Linked DNA regions of Hordeum vulgare: regions 1 and 3 are each linked to region 2. A link is a contact called in public Hi-C data. All regions are on one chromosome and are shown on one strand. Each heading gives the region's core, a stretch centred on a gene start, on an enhancer-like site or on the middle of the called end of the contact. The rest is flanking DNA. Distances are from core to core; before and after follow the strand shown. Region 1 holds the start of LOC123410084 (probable DNA helicase MCM9). Region 2 holds the start of LOC123407367 (chaperone protein dnaJ 1, mitochondrial). Region 3 holds the start of LOC123412033.

Region 1 (3,041 bases), core at 468-2,967, 280 kb before region 2:
GATACGGTTCATTTAGGATTTTATTTTTATTTTTATAGGTCAAATAGACAACCTAATAGGGGAGCTCCTATGCGTCGCTCGTTGCGGCGAGCAGCCGAGCGGACGCACAAGCGCGAATCTAGCTGGGCCAGCCCATTAGTGTGCCCCGTTCCCCTTTTAAATTAGAGAATCACGTGCGTGTGTGCAGTCTTAATGGGCATCGAGCGCTGTAAGCTAATCATGGCGCACAACACGTGGTACAGAAAGTCTTGGGGCGTGACTATGTCTCGCAATAGGACATTTTTTTTTAAATTTCAGAACATTTTTTAAAAATCTAGAATATTTTTTCAAATTCTGGAATACTTTTTTCAATTCCGGAACATTTTTCAAATTCCGAAACATATTTTCAAATCCCGGAACATTTTTTAAATCTCGAACATTTTTCAAATTCTGGATCATTTTTTCACAAAATCTGAACATTTTTTCAAATTTTGGAACATTTCTCAAATTCCAGAACAGTTTTTAAATTCTGGATTTTTTTAATTTCTTGAACTTTTTTCAAATTCAGGAACATTTTTTCAAAATCCATAACATTTTTTCAAATTCCAGTACATTTTTTTAAAATTCAGAATAATTTTGAAACGGAAACAGAAAAAAGAAACAAAAAAAGACAGTAAAATGAAAAAACCGGTTCAATGAACCTTCTAGAAGTTTTTCAAAATAAAAAAAACCGGTTGGAACCTGTGGAAGGTTCCCAAAACCAGGCACGACACCCTCGCTACCTGGGCCAGCCCGATCCCCCGCCCGTTCTATGCGAAGCCTGAACATCGCTTCGCACAGAGCGACAAATAAGATTTTCCGCCTAATAGGATAAATAATTACAATGACAGCTAAATGTAGGGTGGGCACTATAAAACCAAAAACCGAGAAAACAAACCGAACCGAACCGTATTAACCGATTTGCCGGTTTATTTGATGGTTTGTTTTTTTGTTCGGTGGGAAATTTTAAGGTTGTTTGGTGTTTTGTTTTTGTTCGATTTTTGGTGCCCAGAAACCGAATAGACCGAACAAACCGATATGTGAATACCCCATGTAATACCTTGTTTTCGAAAGTGCAACAGTATGAAGGCATTACACATTTCTCCGCACATAATACATTTCACGTTCCGTGTCCTTTTTCTACTTAATTATGTTAGTAGTTTGCTGGACTGAATAAACCATAGAATGATATTAAGGTTGCTAGAACTGTGATTATCTTTTTACATATTATACAATCCAAATCAGTGCTCTCGAGTCATTACACTTATATTGATAAGTGCATGAATTTTGGTTTTTCGGTTAACCGAACAAACCGAACCGATATATTATGGTTAATATGGTTCATATTCTAAATTTTGAATGATTATTTTGGTTTTTATTTTTCCAAAACCGAAATTATATAAATTCGAATAAACCGTATTAACCATATAAACCGAACCGTATTAACCATATAAACCGAACGCCCAGCCCTAGCTAAATGTGTCGATGGATTGCCGCCTTTAATCGTAGTGCTGTGTGGGCCGTGAAGCTCAGCACACGTGCCGGCCCGACATGGCCGTGTACTAAACGTTCGTGGTCGGACTGTGCCGTGCCGGCCTGTTTATCACGGCACGGCCCGCCCATTTGGTCAGGTTTGCTCGTGAACAAACCCTCGCCCTAAAGCCCACCAGACTACCGAAGGAGTCGCCAAAGCCCATCGCAACCCAAGTCTCTCTCTCGGAGAGAAAAGAAACTGAACAACGCGACCACCGTCCTGACCAGTGACCAGTGTCTAGTTTTCCCCTCCTCCGCCATTTCCCGCCGAAACCCCAATCGCCGCCCAAATGCGGCCGCCGGCGCCGCACGAGGAGTTCGACGCCGCCGACGGCGAGGCAGACACGCGCGCAGATGACGTGCGTAAGCTCGCCGAGTTCCTCTGCAGTTTCCATTCCGGCGACCTCCGCCGCATCCTCGTCCACCCCGAGTCCACGCTCCACTTCCCCCTCGTCATCGAGTGAGTCCTCCTCCCCCACCCCGCCCCCCTTCCCCTCCTCCCCAAACCCTAACCCCGTCCCGTCCCCCCCTCGCAGCTTCGCGGAGCTCCTGGACTTCGACCCGGGCCTGGCCAACGAACTCTACAACAACCCCAAGGGCCTCCTCCCCTACTTCGACAAGGCCGCTCAGCTCGCCCAGGTGAGTAGAACCAGCCCGCCGTGCGACCCGTATCCTCCCCCTTTTTTTCCCCGCTTCCATCCCCGCAGTTCTCGAGCATTTTTTTTTTGTCTTAGGAGAGCGAGGTGTTGTGCATCCTCCGAAAGGGCGAGGCGCTGGGTAGTCCGGACGAGTCGAGGCCCGCTGCCGTGCAGAAGAAGTTCGTGCACGTGCGCGTCAACGTCTGCGGGTCGCCACTGGAATTCCCTGGTGCGCTCACGCACGCGCGTTTTGTGTTCGTTGTAATGCTTGCAAGATTGTTTGGTCACGTGATGTTTCAGTTGTTTAGGGGTTTTCCTGATTTGACGGCGATGTTGTCATTTTTGCAGAGTCGTCGCCGAGCATCGGGAAGGTTAGGGTGAAGCATAGGAGGATTCTGCTGACTCTGAAGGGGACTGTGATCAGATCAGGCGGTGTGAAGATGATCGAGGGCGAGCGGATGTATCAATGCAGGAAATGCAACCACAGGTTTGTGATGCATGTTTTAGGCCTTAATATCATACTGGTATTGTTGGCTACATATTCGAGCCCTTGCATATTAGTGGCTTGTCAAGCATAACTGTGAATTGCATATTAGTGTAATTAAGTAACTTTAGATTGTGATCTACTGACTAACATGGCTCGGTACAGGCCTTTCTAAGAATTTGAAGAATGTTTCTTCTTGAATTAAAGTTGATACTTGATGGCTGTTTCCTCAAGTAATTAAATATTTTTATTTTTTTCATGAGATCTAAATATTTTAGTTGTGCTGGCGAGATTATCATCTTCTCTTACATTGCTGGAGACAGTGGTCTATTAATTACCATCTTCTTGTTACATAAGCTTGTAAGCTA
Region 2 (3,245 bases), core at 462-2,961:
TCAGTTTTTAGAAAACATTTTGAGATAGAACATCATTGTGTCAACCTTGCTCATACTATGTTTTAATTAGTACAGAGTATGTACCTGAAACAAATTCCCTTTGACTACGTCTTTTTTCTCCATCGATGTGCTTCTCTTTAGATGAAAGTCTATGAACAAAACATCACCCAGATTTGAGAAGCATGGAGGCTACTTTCCGCAGAAAACACAAAAGGGGCAATCTTATTATCACTGATTGTGTATGGAGTATTGTGAGTTTGTGACCAATTAAATTAACCGATATAAAAGCTTTTGTGTCCTTTTGCAGCTTAGTGCAGTAAGAAAAAAACATGGGGGCAAGGCCATGAGTTGGGAGATGACATTTGCCAGAGGCAATGGGCATGAGAGGATGAAAAAAAATCTTTGGCTTGGAATAGATGGGGTTGGAGAGCAGAGCATCCGGATCGAGGGGAGAAGAAGAGCTGCAACCGGACCTTAATGGCATCCCGAGCACGGGGATGGAAGTTCGTGTCGCACAGGAGAAGGTGGATAGGCTCATGGCGGCGAGTGGCGTCCGCCGGCAGTGGTGACAAAGGGGAGGGCCGCCCACTAGAGAGCGCCGGCGTCGAGGAGGGAGGACACTGGCGTCACCGGCGAGCATGCCGAGCTCGAGCGCCCCCATGCCCGGAGGAGGGGGGATGGCCCGACATCGCCAGCGAGCATGCCGGCGTCAGCGGATATGAAGGTGGGGCGGTGCGGGGCAGAGCAGGGGCGGGGCGTCCGCCGGCGGTGATGGCGAAGGGGAGGGGCATCCGCCGGCAATGGAGACGAAAGGGAGGGGCGGCCACCAGAGAGCGACGGCGTTGGGTGGCCGGGGATCTCCTGGATCGGGATGTGGATCGGGGTGTGGGAAGGGGGGAGTGGGTGAGATTGTGAGGCTGGTGTAGGCGAACGGCAAGAGGAGGGGGGGCATAGGCCAGCGACTGCCGCGGCGGCTAGGGAAGGGCGGCCGCCATGGACCGGCCAGGGGTGGGTGTTCGTCTCGCCGCCGGTGGGGATGCAGTGGAAGAGGGGCAGTCGTGTTCTATGAGGGAGAGTGGAGCTTATCCACATGTGGAGTGAGCGAGTGGAGCAAACCGAGTTGTTCAGTTTCTTTTCCTGATCGGGGCACGTGTCCGACTGTGTGCTAAGTTCTAAGTGGTTGTGACCTTTTCTACTGCTAAATTTTTACATTCGTATGTTTATGTATATTCGTATGTAATTTGTTAATAAAATCTCTAAAAAAACTTATATGTAAAAACAAAAGGAATAATCATCAAAGAACAAATAGTAGATATTGTTTCTTAGTTGTTTTTTAATATTTTTGTAACTAATGATAGTACATTTATGTGATTGTGAATTATATGTGAAGACATGTTTTCGGATCGTGTTACACGCGCACTCCCATCATGTGCATGAGACACGTTTAAATGACATGACAAAGAACTGATAAATAAGATTAAATAATGTTTTATTATAGATTATACGCACGTGATACGTGCGTTGCACGTGCATGTTTACTAGTTTATAAAACGAGACGAAAGACTTTTTCGGTAGTTTTTGAAAAGACCGTTCGGTCCTCATTTTTTGGAGAACTGAATTTCCTTGTGAGAAACCGAAGATCTAACCATATTCGCGGCAGAATTCGAACTCCGCATATTGGGCCTTGTGGCCGAGCCCGTCGAACTCGCGGGGCCACTCCTTGCCGTGGGTCCCGGCTCCGTTGCTTGGAGAGAGGGTCGAATCACTCGCCCAAGCCGTCGCCGCCGCCCACGCCCCCCCCCCCCCCTCCCTCCTCCCAGCGCCGCCCCGCCTCTCTCTCAGCGGCCCGTGAGTAGAAGCTCTCGCCCTCCCCACCGCCCACGTTTGCCGGCGGGCACTGGCTCAGGCCCCCTCTCCCATAGCCCTGTCGCACGGCTTCCCCTCCAAACCCTCGCCCCCCTCCTCTGCCGCCGCTCTCGCGAAAGGGGCCGCCGCCGATCGGTGGATGGGCCGGTTCGGGTGGCTCCGGCTCGCGTCGAGGTCCCTCGCGCTCCGTTCCGGCGAGGTAATGCCGGCTCGCGTTCCTTTGCCGCCTTTCCCATTTCCCTGATTTTGGTCGAGGGGTTGTGCAGAGTTGCTATTGTTCACTTCATTCCGGTTTCCGATTTCTTCCTGCAGGCGTCTGCGCAGAGGAGCGCATGGATTCGGCCGTCCACACGTAATGTCCTTCTGTCTTGTCTGATTTCGTGTTAATTCGGTCCGCGTGTAAACTGCCGCCACTTGTAAGTTCGGATAATAGCACGAGGCAAATCTGATATGCTAAAGACACCAAACAAATTGCTCATATGTGTAGTGCTTGGAAGCAAATTTTAATAGCACATACATATACTAGCTACTTTTATCATTTCCAATATTAACTTGTATTATTGCTGCTGCTGATCTTATTTATTTTATTTGATTCTTACCCATCTCCTTGTGCTATTTGGTTTTCGTGGAGAATGCGCACAGCTTGCAGCTCTAGTGGCACCTATGTTGCTGATAGGTGCTTTGGTCGATCAGCGTTTACATCATCTATACGGAGCAGGTTCTTTCATTCTACAGGTTGTTTTTCTGTTCTTGCATGAATTGGACTTAATATGGTAATATCCTGTTATTATCCTTATATTGTGGCGAATGCATACACCAATAATCTTTTTTGTGTGCAACTTTAAGGTCAACGTTATTCGATGGAGAAGGACTATTACAAGATTCTTGGTGTGACTAAAGATGCCTCGCAAGATGACATAAAGAAGGCTTTTCAATCTGTGAGTATCTCACTCATCCCAGTTCAGCAAATCTTGAAGCCTGACTAGGCTCGCTCACTATTTGTTTAACATGGCCATGTCTATCCATTTATCAAGCGGTAGTCTCATCCACTTTCTATCATTCAGTCATGTGTGATGCTGCTAACTTCGAACAAATGACAGTCTTTCTTGGGTTTGCACCTATTTGTGTGAAGTATTATTATGAATCGTTCTGGATTATATTCTGTTGATAATGCCAGCAATCTATGCAGCAATCTTAAACCATTTTTGCTCTTATACAAATATATAGTCCTGGAGCAGTGGTGAAGTACTCCCCACTTGTGCCAAGAGGTCCTGGGTTCGAACCAGCCTCTCTGCATTGCACTGTAGCAGGGGTAGACTAGGTTCCTATAATCCCTCCCCAGACCCCACCTTGTGTGGGAGCTTCTATGCACTGGGTCT
Region 3 (3,475 bases), core at 251-2,750, 370 kb before region 2:
AGGTCACAGATTCGCCTCAACTAAACATCGAACTTGAACCAGCTCTGCGATGGTCTCGAAAATGCCGATGATGGCTCGTCCCTGGTGTTCAAGAAAACAGGACGGTTGCAAACAGTTTTGATGTTTCGGAGCTCTAGGAGTTCATCGTTTTTGTTTCCCATGTGCCTGCCTCTGAGCAAAAAAGAAAGAAAAAAACTATAAATTGCGACGGACTCGCTGTCAGATTGCAACCTACGGAGCTAGTGAATCTCACCATCAACGACAAGAAACACATCCACCGGTTCGATCGCGACGGGGAAACGAACAAACAAACAGCGCGATCGAGTCGAACGCAAGCTCTTTCATTGGAGACCGATCTGTACAAAAATGGACAAGCCATTAGGCTGTCCTTCCATCCAATCCAACACGGCTACCAGTACCCTTCCAACAACCGCGCACCAAACCCACAGCCACAGGGCACAAACCCGAGAGAAAGAAACAGCGAGGAAGACGCCAGCCAGCCAGCCAGACGAGCAGGTGATCCATCCATCCATCCGGCCACGTAGGCTATGGAGTTTGGAACAGCACACACACGACCCGGAATCCATCCGACCAACCAACCAACCGGGCCAATGTCGCTCAACTGACCGGCCGCGCGGCCTCCTGCCCGCCGGGGCTTCAGAACAGCGACGCCGCCCGCTTGTGCGGCGGCGCGGCGGCGCCCCCCTTCTTCCCGGCCGCCGCCTTGGAGTGCGCCACCGAGCAGCCGTCCCTCCTGTACCAGCTCGCCTGCTGCAGCCGGGTCCAGAAGTTGCCCCTCTTCGCCGGCTTCTTCTTCTCCTCCTCCGCCTCCGCCGCCTCCTGCTTGCCGTGGCGGCCGCCCGCGGCCGCCCCCGGCTGGTCCTGCCGCATCAGCATGCCGAGCCTCGCCCGCCGGGCCTCGCGGCAGGGCGGCGGCGCCGTCTGGGCCGACGCGACGCTCGCGTCCCCGGACGAGCGCGGCGAGGACGCCGCCGACGACCCGGAGGCGTCGTTGGCGGCGGAGATGCGCGAGAGGCGGTCGCTGAGGCAGAAGGGGCACACGCCCGCCGCGTGCCGGTGGCTCGGGTGCCTCCTGCACCGCGCCGCGTCCGCCTCCTTGGACTTGCCCGCCGCGGCCATGACGGCTTGCTTAGCTCGGAGTGTATGCTACTCCTAGAAAACTAATGGTGGCCGTGTGCGTGTGCGCGTGCGCGTGGTGGTGGCGATGCGGGCGTGTGCAATCGTCCTATTTATTGGCCGTTCCGGCAGCAGGGAGCTTCGCGGCTGGTGCCGGGGAGCGGGCCGCGTTGGGCGCCGTACGGTGCCCGCGGGGCGTGGGCGATCGGATGGTGGGGGTGAGCGGGGAGTGGGGGCGCGTGTGTGTGTGTGATTGGGTAGTAGAGTATGGGCATTTGGCGGATGATTGGTTCGGTTCAGCGCGGCAGTCGGCTGCGGTCAAGAGAATGTGTTTGAATTGCACAGTTCTGTTTAACCGTAAAAAAACAAATCTTGCAAACGGTTCGTGCAATGGCAAACGTAAAAGGGCAGTGGTCTGCCAGCCGTCCGATCTGTCGGATTAATCTGATTTGACCGTTAGATTTACCCATGCAGCAAAAAAATCCTTGATGCAGCAAATTTCGATCACGGATGCAGTAAAAATAGGAAATCGATTAAAAACAGCCGGTTGATTCTAGCGCGGCGTAAGCCTCTTCTAGCGGACGGCACGTGTCCCGCTCCGGTCCGCACACCGCTTCGTCCCTATCCCCACACGGGATGCCCCACCCACACAAGCACCAGCTGACTCTTGACTTGCATCGCAGCTCTCCCCAAATCAAAGCATCCTGCTGCAAGCCGTCGTGGACGCTGGGAGCAAGGGGGGCACTGGCGCTGCAATTAATGGCGGTCGCGCGGGCGGTGGTGCTGAGCTCTCGTCGGGCGGCTCCTTATGTACTGCGATGGAGCGCTCGCCGGCAGCCGGGAGCTGCGATGCAGCGCGCATTTGCTGCAATGATGCTTCATTGGCTACTGCACTAGAGCCTCGCCAGCGGCTGCAATGAAGCTTCACCGTCCAGCCGGAGCTGCCATGCAGCGGGCGGTGTTGGAATGGAGCTTTTGCGACGTCTGCATCGAAGCTTCACCGATGGCACGAAGCTGTGATGCACGGGCCGGTGATGCAATGGAGCTTCACTAGAGGCTGCGATGGAACTTTCAGCGGCGGCTGCATTGAAGCTTCACCGGCAGCCTGGAGTTGCGATGCAGTGGAGAGCTTGGCCGGCGGGGTTGGGTGCTGCGATGGAGAGCGGGGTGGCGTTGCGCGCGGTGTTGCGTCGCCGACGCCGACGGTGAAGGATCGTTGTGCTGCCAGCAAGGGGAAGGGGCTGCCGATATGAGAAGGGCCGGTCTTAGCGTTGACTGATCGAACGGCTCTAACAGGATGGATCCAACGGCATGCGACCTGACTGATTTCCTAGGGAAATCAATCGGTTCATTCGTAGCAGCTCCCGTAAAAATATGGTTGTAGCAAAAAAATATCAATGTGGTCGTAGTAAAAAAAACAACGCTGATGAAGCGTGATAGCAAAACAATCCGGTGAACTCGGGTTACAACTCTCTCGAACGTGTATGCAACTTTTTTAGTAAACGATTGTACCAAAAAATAATACCGATTATAGCAAAAATTAACACGTATTGTAGAAAAAAATTCGACGAACTCGGGTTGCAACTAAACATGGATGTAGCTTTTTTTATGAACAAAATGTAACAAAAATTCTATTGGTAGTAGCAAAAAAAAAACAGTTACATAAAAATAACGTCTCGCATCAAAAAGGAAGGAACGTCCCACGCGCAGGATCGCACGACGCACGCAGGGGCGGCCGAAGCGATCGGCCGACGCGCCGTCCAAAAATGTTTCCCAACGTAAAATAAAACCCAGCATTGGAAGCCACGGCACATCAGTGATACTACATAGGAGCAAAGTCTTTTTTTGTGTGTGTCGTGCATAGGTTACCTAGATACCTAGCATTCTCAGATAGTAGCAAATCACCAAGACAAAGATCTGCCTGATGTCCATACTTCTGATATGGTCGGAGTGGTGGGTTTCGGAAGGCTTCGTTGGCGGACTCCCATGTGCGTGTTATGCCTGGAGATTGCTGGATCGGCTGGAATTTGATCGTGTCCATTGATTCTCCATTAAGGAGGGAGAGGCGCGAAGCTGTGCTATTTGTTTTCATCAGGAGATATTTTACTCTATGATAAAGTCAAAGAGGAAGAATGTCATGAAAGGCGAGGTTGAAGGACTAGTAACCGTGATTATAGCCTACGTCGTTGAGGAATTTGCTTGGAGTTTTGAGATTTGTAGCAGTGGTATGTAAGTGGGAGAAACATCATAGGTGAAGTTTAAGGTCCTTTCTTTTAGGATGAAAATCCAAGGTCTAACCTTATTTGGTTGTGTCTGGCAATGACCTTGTTCAAGACAT

The links. A called contact is a pair of places that touch in the nucleus more often than the background predicts.
Region 1: a contact with region 2 is called in a Hi-C map of leaf, with 3 times the contacts expected there. The contact joins the promoter of LOC123410084 here to the promoter of LOC123407367 in region 2. A contact is called at or near these places in 5 of 6 Hi-C or Micro-C datasets (leaf and seedling) and 1 of 1 datasets of contacts at active chromatin or transcription factors (embryo).
Region 3: a Hi-C map of leaf shows a contact between it and region 2, with 2.3 times the contacts expected there. The contact joins the promoter of LOC123412033 here to the promoter of LOC123407367 in region 2. A contact is called at or near these places in 2 of 6 Hi-C or Micro-C datasets (both in leaf).

The regions. Positions count from the first base shown.
Region 1 is chr7H:82,306,995-82,310,035 of MorexV3_pseudomolecules_assembly, reverse strand. LOC123410084 (probable DNA helicase MCM9) reads left to right here and starts at 1,717. Exons shown (of 19, transcript XM_045102973.1): 1 at 1,717-2,011; 2 at 2,088-2,190; 3 at 2,289-2,418; 4 at 2,538-2,676. The coding sequence starts at 1,842.
Region 2 is chr7H:82,025,962-82,029,206 of MorexV3_pseudomolecules_assembly, reverse strand. It overlaps LOC123407367 (chaperone protein dnaJ 1, mitochondrial), which reads left to right and starts at 1,711. Exons shown (of 19, transcript XM_045100479.1): 1 at 1,711-2,065; 2 at 2,179-2,218; 3 at 2,509-2,601; 4 at 2,713-2,804. The coding sequence starts at 2,006.
Region 3 is chr7H:82,394,568-82,398,042 of MorexV3_pseudomolecules_assembly, reverse strand. LOC123412033 reads right to left here and starts at 1,500. Exons shown (of 1, transcript XM_045104992.1): 1 at 323-1,500. The coding sequence starts at 1,140. The coding sequence ends at 658. It overlaps LOC123412032 (LMBR1 domain-containing protein 2 homolog A-like), which reads left to right. Exons shown (of 14, transcript XM_045104991.1): 14 at 1-151.